Linked DNA regions of Sus scrofa: region 2 is linked to region 1. Evidence: chromatin contacts called from public HiChIP or PLAC-seq data. All regions are on one chromosome and are shown on one strand. The core of a region is the stretch at or near the end of the contact, and the rest is flanking DNA. Distances in the headings are between cores, read along the strand shown. Region 1 overlaps PLAT (plasminogen activator, tissue type). Region 2 holds the start of VDAC3 (voltage-dependent anion channel 1 pseudogene 5).

The links. HiChIP or PLAC-seq counts read pairs in DNA pulled down with a chosen protein or histone mark.
Region 2: a contact with region 1 is called in an H3K27ac HiChIP or PLAC-seq map of alveolar macrophages. The contact joins the promoter of VDAC3 here to the enhancer-like site in region 1. A contact is called at or near these places in 5 of 5 promoter capture datasets (fetal liver, fetal skeletal muscle, liver and 1 more), 29 of 47 Hi-C or Micro-C datasets (adipose tissue, alveolar macrophages, blood and 16 more) and 2 of 2 datasets of contacts at active chromatin or transcription factors (alveolar macrophages and skeletal muscle).

What each region holds. Positions count from the first base shown.
Region 1 is chr17:11,199,347-11,203,379 of Sscrofa11.1, forward strand. PLAT (plasminogen activator, tissue type) reads right to left here. Exons shown (of 16, transcript NM_214054.1): 8 at 3,486-3,657; 9 at 2,837-2,922; 10 at 1,150-1,337; 11 at 1,143-1,147; 12 at 914-1,050; 13 at 681-759; 14 at 620-678. Among named protein-coding and RNA genes, the nearest start is that of PLAT, 22 kb to the right of the region's middle. Within about 2 kb of position 1,370, at least 6 of the 83 cell types and tissues checked have an H3K27ac peak or open chromatin away from gene starts, as enhancers often do. A contact at or near this core is called in alveolar macrophages, omental adipose tissue and retroperitoneal adipose tissue, where this site is marked.
Region 2 is chr17:11,410,689-11,414,621 of Sscrofa11.1, forward strand. VDAC3 (voltage-dependent anion channel 1 pseudogene 5) reads left to right here and starts at 2,311. Exons shown (of 8, transcript NM_214364.1): 1 at 2,311-2,377; 2 at 3,185-3,234. The coding sequence starts at 2,311.

The DNA.
Region 1 (4,033 bases), core at 120-2,619:
CCACTGAGCAATGCCAGGGATGGAACCTGTGTCCTCATGGATATCAGTTGGGGTTCGTAACCCACTGAGCCACAACGGGAACTCCATCTCTCTCCACTTCCTATCAGAATCTCTTGGGAGTTCCCATGTGGCGCAGCGGAAACGAATCTGACTAGGAACCATGAGGTTGTGGTTTGGATCCCTGGCTTCACTCAGTGGGTTAAGGATCTGGCGTTGCCATGAGCTGTGGTGTAGGTCACAGATGCAGCTCAGATCTGGCATTGCTGTGACTGTGGTGTAAGCCGGCAGCTACAGCTCCAATTGGACCCTTAGCTTGGGAACCTCCATATGCCTCGAGTGTGGCCCTAAAAAGCAAAAAAGGATCTCCTGGAAACCTTAAGCTCTCAAAGCACTCGTGCTATTCAGACTCCTCTTAACCTGCATGGCTCCTCTGAGAGGCCAGGAGGGTGGGGCCTCCCTGGGGGCAGGAACTTGCCCTCCCTCCACTGTCATCGCAGCAGGGCCTGACCCCAGGCTGGACACTCTCAGGGGACCCCTTTCTCCTCTATCTGGTCAGTACCCCCGCTCGCCAGGCCACCCCAAAACAGACAGGATGGGGCCTCCACTTCCTCACACTCACAGGCTTCATGCTTGCCGTAGCCGGACAGCTCGCACTCCGTCCAATCGGGCAGCTGCAGGTGGCCTCCGGGAGGCAGACGGTTCGGACCGCATCACTTTCCTGGGCGCAGGTCAGCGAGTCTGATTTCAGCTGCAGCAGAGCTGGAGGGAGAGGGGCGGGGAAGGGTGAGCTTTGTCTGGGGTGGGCGGGGTGGGGGGATGGGATGGGGAAGTGGGGTGGGGTGTGTGGGGGGGGGGTCTGGAAGAAGGTGTGATGGCCCTCGGAGCTGGGCCATCCGGATTCCCCACCCCTTACCAATGTCATTGTCGTAAGTGTCGTCATTAAATTCCTTGTGGACGATGTATTTTTCCACTTCAAACGCCTGCTCCTCCTCTCCAGGGACCAGCCTATACGTTCTGCCCAAGACCACCCTGACGTGGTGGGGAGGGAACCTGGCAGAGAGACGGCCTTAGGATGCTCCTCCCCACCGGGCCTGGTCCAAGGTCTTAGGGAGGAGGATGGCCCACCTGGGTTCCCTCCCTACCTCTCTGGAAGCAGTGAGCAGCTGACAGCACCCAGCAGGAGCTGATCAGGATCCCCCCACACAGAAACCTCTCTCCTGGGGACCTCCGGTTCTTGACGAAGATGGCAGCCTGCCATGGGTGCGAGGTGATGTCAGCATAGAGGCCTCCTTTGATGCGGAACTGGGGCTCCTTGTACTGTCTCAGGCCGCAGGTGACTGGGTGAGGAAAGGGCAGAGCAGGGGGTCAGACCTGGGGCAACCTCCCCGAGCCCTGTCTTAGTGTTTTGCCTGGTGTGTCCTCCTATAGAACCACAGAACAGCCTCCACGGCAATAAATCCACAGCTGGCCTGCAGTGAGTCACAGGACCCACCGAGCACTGGGCAGAGGCTCTCTTTAACCCTCACAGCTCCCAGCTTCAGAGAGGCACCTGAACCCAGATCTGTCTGACCCCCAAACCAGGGTCTTTCTGCTATGCGTCACCACCTCTAGTTTCTTTCTGTAGCCACTTGCTGGCTTGAGAAATAATGAGGCGGGAGTTCTCATTGTGGCTCAACAGTTTAAGAACACAACATAGTCTCCATGAGGATGCGGGTTTGATCCCCGCCTCGCTCAGTGGGTTAAGGATCTGGTGTTGCCACAAGCTGTGTGGGTCACAGATGCGCCTCTGACTCAGTGTTGTGGTGGCTGTGGCACAGACCTCAGCTGTAGCTCTGATTTGACCCCTAGCCTGGGAACTTCCACATGCCGGGTGTGGTCATAAAAAGAAAAAAGAAAGTAAAAAAAAGAAAAAAGAAAGAACAGGGCATTGCAATTCTCCTGGGAACTATTTCCTCATTGCTTTCCCATCTCCTCAACCTCAACCCTCCTTCAAGGCTAGAGTGAAATCCTGCCTCTTCCCTAAAACTCCAGTCCAGCAGGCTCTGAGCCAGCCTGATAATATGGCTCCCGAAGTCATGCCATTTGTGACCTTGGCTGTGAGATTACTGGGAGCTGGTGTCTTACCTGCCCGATTAAACTCTATATTCCCTGAGTTTGGCTGATCTGTGGGTTCTCAGGAACCGATTAATAACAGCCTATTTTCAGACAATTTCTCAAGTTTCATTTCTTAGGAAAGTGGGCCAAGCTGAATGTCTTTCTGTCTCCACCCCGTATCCCTAAGCCTGTTCCCCTGGGTTAACTGGCTTCTGAGAGAAAGGCAGGATTGTTCACAGCCTGTCCTTGCACAGGCCCTGGAGTCAAATGATGGGTCAGGCCTTAGCTCTATTCCCAAACCCAGCCAGCGTGGGCAAGTCACGTGACATCTGAGAGCTTGCTTCCTAACCAGTAGAATGGGGTGGGAAGGCCACCCTCACCACCTTGTTGGGAGAACCTAGAAGCATCGAGGGGGCAATGAGCATGTGCTGTCCTCTCCTGACACCACCACTGTCATCACTGACAGAGCCATCCAGAGAGAGCCTGGAGCCTATGGCTTCTAAGAGAAACTGGTGCATTCTTTTCCTTATTTTGGTCCCCCCCTCCCCCCATCACCTGCCCAAGACTGTTGCCATCCCATCTTTGGCTCGGTGGTGGAAGCCCCCTCCCCATCAAGGCCCCGCCTTTCTGAAAATCTGGCAGCTGCACAGTCTGAACCAGCCACAGTGCAGACAGAGGCAGTGGCAGAAGAAACCGCTAAGAGTGAGGCTGAGAGAGGGAGGGGGGGCCAGGGCCTTCTTACCGCACTGAGGCAGGTCACAGTACTCCCAGGTCAGCTTATGGTCCTTCAGCACGTGGCACCAAGGCTGGGTGTCCCCATCTGGATTCCTAGTCGGAAGGGATGAGGGTTTCCACTCACATCACAAGTAGGGGAAGGAAGGACCCTGAGCTCTCTACGGGGCTCCACCGCTGACCCCACCATAGGAAAACTACTGTAACTTTGTTTTTCTTGCATCAACATTACGTTCTCATCTCCCAGCTGTGCTAGGAGAAAACTCTTAAATGGAATAAAAAGGCCAGGTGAGGAACGGGCAGATGAGGACCAGGTGGCTAGGGGACAGCCCCTCAAACTTGGGATTTGGGTCGTAAAACTGGAGGACTTGACTTTTCACAATGGGTGCTATTCTACCAGTGAATAGGTTGGAGGCCATTGTTCCATCCCATCTCGGTCTTTCAGGTAACTTTCAGCACCAGATCCTGTCCCACTGGTCTCCCCAACCCCGCCCCTTGAGCAGACGCCCCGCCCCTTACCCAAGCACTCCACCCCTACGCAGATGCCCCGCCTCTGCGCAGAGGTCCCGCCCCTGCCCCAAAGCCCCACGCCTGCACAGATGCGCCTCCCCTACGCGGACGCCCCGCCTGCGCAGACGCCGGGATTCTGAGCTGCGCACCTGCAGTAGTTGTGCTTGCCCAGGCCCAGAGTCTGTGCGTTGCTGTTCCAGGCTGTGTAAATTTTGCCCATCAGGACCAAGGAATTCCATGGGAGGCAGAAGGCTCCAGACATGGTGAGGCTGCGGGTGCCGCGGTAGTCCAACCCTTTCCCAGTGTAGCATTCCTCTTTTTCTGGAACACAAGAGATCTCAGATTGAAACAAAGCCACCCACGCTAAAGTGGGCTCATGAGGTTTGCAGCAGGGCCTGAGGTGGAGCTGGCAGCCTGGGATGTCCAGGGTGGCCAGCCTGGCCGTGAGGAGGGCCGGGCACAGCCCACCCCCCTTTCCTCTCCTTCAAGCCCTTTCACAGGCGGTGGTAGGCGGCTTCCATCTGGTGCCGACTTCCGTCACGGGCCATGGCTTCCTCGAGGGCTGTGTTGGGAGAGACTCTGAGATATACTCAGGTTTAGCAGGAAAGGATGCTGAGTTCAGCTAGTGGAGATTATTCCTGGAGCTGCCTGCAAAGTGACTAGGGATTTGCTTGTTTATACTTGACAGGCTTCTGTA
Region 2 (3,933 bases), core at 1,061-3,560, 210 kb after region 1:
CCCCTCAGGTGATGGGACGCCGCTCCGCCACCTGCTCCCCTCCTTGCCGGCCACTGGGGCCCTCGCCGGGCGTCGGGTCGGCCGGGAGGTTGGTTTTGAGGGAAGTTGGGTCTTCGAACCCCGAACTCACTCGCGCCCCCGGCTTTCTCTCCGGAGTCGGCGTCCAGCTTCGGGGGTCTTCCACTCCCTGCGGCCGGAGGGAGGATGCTGAATGCACTGCTTGACGAGCTGCCGGTCCCGTTAGTGATGGTGTAAAGCTGTGTTGCTAACCCACTCCCTCCCCCCGACTGCGGCTAATGCAGCCCCGGAACGCCGTGCACGTCCACGGGCGAGTGCACTTGTAGAGTAATGGAAACGTGTGGAACGTGAAGTCTTCTCGAGCTTTTGCTTGATCATACCAGCAGTGCATTTCCCATCAGAATCACGGGCCTGAAGAAATAAGCTTGAACCAGGCGAACTTGAGGTCAAATCCCCTATACAACTTTTGCAAAGTGTCTGGCAGTAGTTTTGAAAACGAGGCACAATGCTAAGAAAGATTGTAATTGGTTCCTAGATGATGTTTCTAAACATTTAAGTGTATCTTTTCTCTTGTCAATAGATTAAGGCTTTACAGTCTAGTTTTGTTTTTTAACGTTTCTGTTTGAATATATAGTGCCTGCTTTTCTCTGCTTATCTCCCAACCTATAGACTTCTGACACAATTTCAACAGATACCTGCGTCAGTTGTGATCATAAAGAATACTATCAGATTGCAATTGGCAGGGTGTAAAAAGTCTAGAATTGATTATTTGAACACAAGGGAGTGAATTGTAAATTAATTTCTCTGGACCTGAACTATGAAACCTTGTGGTTTAAACCAAAGTTTTATTATGCTATGACTCAGTACATTTATCTTCTTTTATCTTTTCTATACGCTTTCCTCTTAACTTTGTATGTATTTTTATACTATATCATACTGTCTATCGTATTTGACAGGTCTAAGTTAAGAAAGAAATTTTAAATGGATTCACAATTAAGAAGTACACCATAGGGGTTCCCATCGTGGCTCAGTGGTAATGAACCCAACTAGTATCCATGAGGATACAGGTTTGATCCCTGACCTCGCTCGGTGGGTTAAGGATCCAGCATGGCCCTGAGCTGTAGTGTAGGTTACAGAGGTGGCTTGGATCCTGCGTTGCTGTGGCTGTGATGTAGGCCAGCAGCTGTAGCTCCGATTAGACCCCTGGCCTGGGAACTTCATATGCCAAGGGTGAGGCCCTAAAAAGACCAAAAAAAAAAAAAAAAAAAAGGAGGTACCATAAAGTGTGTGTTGTGTTCAGGTGTGTTGGGATGGGACAGAAACTTAGCAGAGGGCCAGATTAAGAGCTAGGCTAAATATAAATAAATAGCAGATTGAATGTGTATTTGCTCCAGGCATAGCAATAGCAAGGGCTAGCTGGTGCTCTAGATTTTTCTAGAGTAATGGGGAGTAGTAATGGGGTTGCTTGAAGCAGTTCTACAGTTGGTTAGACATGGCTTTTGAGGATACTGTAGGAGGAGATTTCCTGTTCTGCAAAGAGGGCAAAGGAAGCAGCAGTGTCGATAGGCCTGAAGATTTTGATGTGAGGGTCATATTGGCAGCAGAAAGGCTGTCTGAATAGTAAGTAGACAGGGTGAAAGATCAAGCAAGCACCTTGGGTTTTTGAAGGCTTTAACTTGAGAGTATACACTGATTTTTGTTAAGCCGATTACTTCAGGTAGAATCTAGCCTATTTCTGGCTAATAGGTAAGATTATAATACTTTATTTTAAGAGCTTTGAGAGAGGGCATATTCTGGATGGGTGTATTTCACTTATTCTTAGTTTAAGGACTGAATTTCAGAGTAGCCAAAATGTTAACCCTGAAGATTTTAAATTGCATCTCTTTTTCAGTTCCTCAGAAAATTTACCTTGTCATCTTATACAGCTCTTTGGCTTTATAACAGCCCAAGAAATACTTTTCTAATGTAAGTTTTTGCATTTTTAAAAAGTAAAAATATAGTTTTAAAAAAGCGTCTCCTTCAGCCTGTGAGAAATTTCTTTTCTTGGAAAGAGGTCAGAAAGATGACCTCTGTGAGTCTCATGAAAAAACCCTTTTATTCTCCAGTGTTCTGGAAAGCTCTTTTTAAAGGAGCAGAATGCTTTCTCTTAACCTTGCTGCATTAGGGTATAAGCATTAACGATGCAGAGGAAGAAAAAAATGTATACCTCTTTTCACAGGACCAAACAGTTGAACACAGAATAAATGCAAAATGGTTATTTTCATTCCTTTGTCCTCATTTTTTTTTTAAGATATGTGTAACACACCAACTTACTGTGATCTAGGAAAGGCTGCCAAGGATGTCTTCAACAAAGGATATGGTAAGTGTGCTATTGTAAATTACCAATTTGGGTAAGCATTAATACTGTATATATTAAGCTATATGGGAGATACTGTACTTGATAAAATGAGGTTAAGTCAACATTAATCTATTTCATAAGATTTAAGGGGATAACTATTAGCAGATTACTAGATCTCTTTTTTTTTTAGAGTTAGAGGCCCTCAAGCATTAAAAACCATTGTGTACATAAGCACATTTGCGTATTTTATATTATCTTTTGGGTGAAATAATATAAATCTGCAATATTTTGCTAGGGCCTTTTGCTAGGCCCTGGGGACAGTTAAAGTAGGGGACATATTTTTGCTCCTCCAAATAATGACAGTGCTTTCATTATTTGAGTGAAGATACAGCTTTTGACTTCTTTGGAGGAACATAGAGTGTTTGAAACCAAATAGACATTTATCTTTGGTGTTTAAATTTTTAATTTTTCGTGTTGTACTCATTTGATTTTTTATTTACTAATAATGTTAATTGTGTATTTTTATATTTAAAGCTTGTGTATATGTCTACATAATTTCTCTTAATTTTGATTCTTAAAATAGTATATGTTCCTTTCATCCATTTGTTTTTTAACTCATTTCAAAAATATGCCTTTAGTATTTTGAGGGACTTAAAAATTATACTTATTTTGTTATAATTCAGTTTCTTGTGGAACTCCCACTTAGTGAGAATACTGTGTATTTTCCATATAAAATGTACTGTGGAGTATTTTCATAATTTCTAAGTTGCAAAGACTAGAGTGCATGTTACATTTTGTACATTACTGTGTTTTTATGTGTGTGTCTAGGGTTTGGCATGGTCAAAATAGATCTGAGAACCAAGTCATGTAGTGGAGTGGTAAGTACTTAATGTATTTTTAATATATTTGACATAATTATCTTAAAGAAACCTGTTTAAAAATCATTGTTTTTTTTTTTTTTTTTTTTTTTTTTTGTCTTTTTAGAGCCGCATCCACAGCATATGGAGGTTCCCAGGCTAGGGGTCCAGATGGAGCTATAGCTGCCAGCCTACACCACAGCCACAGCAACGCCAGATCTGAGCAGCGTCTGTGACATGCACCACAGCTCATGGCAATGCCAGATCCTTAACCCACTGAGTGAGGCCAGGAATCGAACCCACAACTTCATGGTTCCTAGTCAGATTCGTTTCCGCTGCACCATGGCAGGAACTCCTAAAAGTCATTGTTTAGTCAGATTACTTGAATCACATGCTTTTCCTGCTAAGCTGTCTTCCCTACAGTCTTCTCCTCCTCTCAGGGAGACCCTTTGTGTCTGTCATAATAAGAGTGTTCTGAGTCTTATTCTTAAAAGGCGTGGTGTATGTATACACACACACACGTATATATGGGGGCATATATATATATATATATATATATATATTCCCATGTATATGCATTTTTTTTTGACCTATGCCATATCTTTATGCTTTCATGAATATGTATGTGGACACTAAAATCTTTGCCTCCATTATACTGGGTTCATGCAAATTTTATTGTCTTTTTATAAAAACAAAACTGATTTTAATCCTTTCATGATT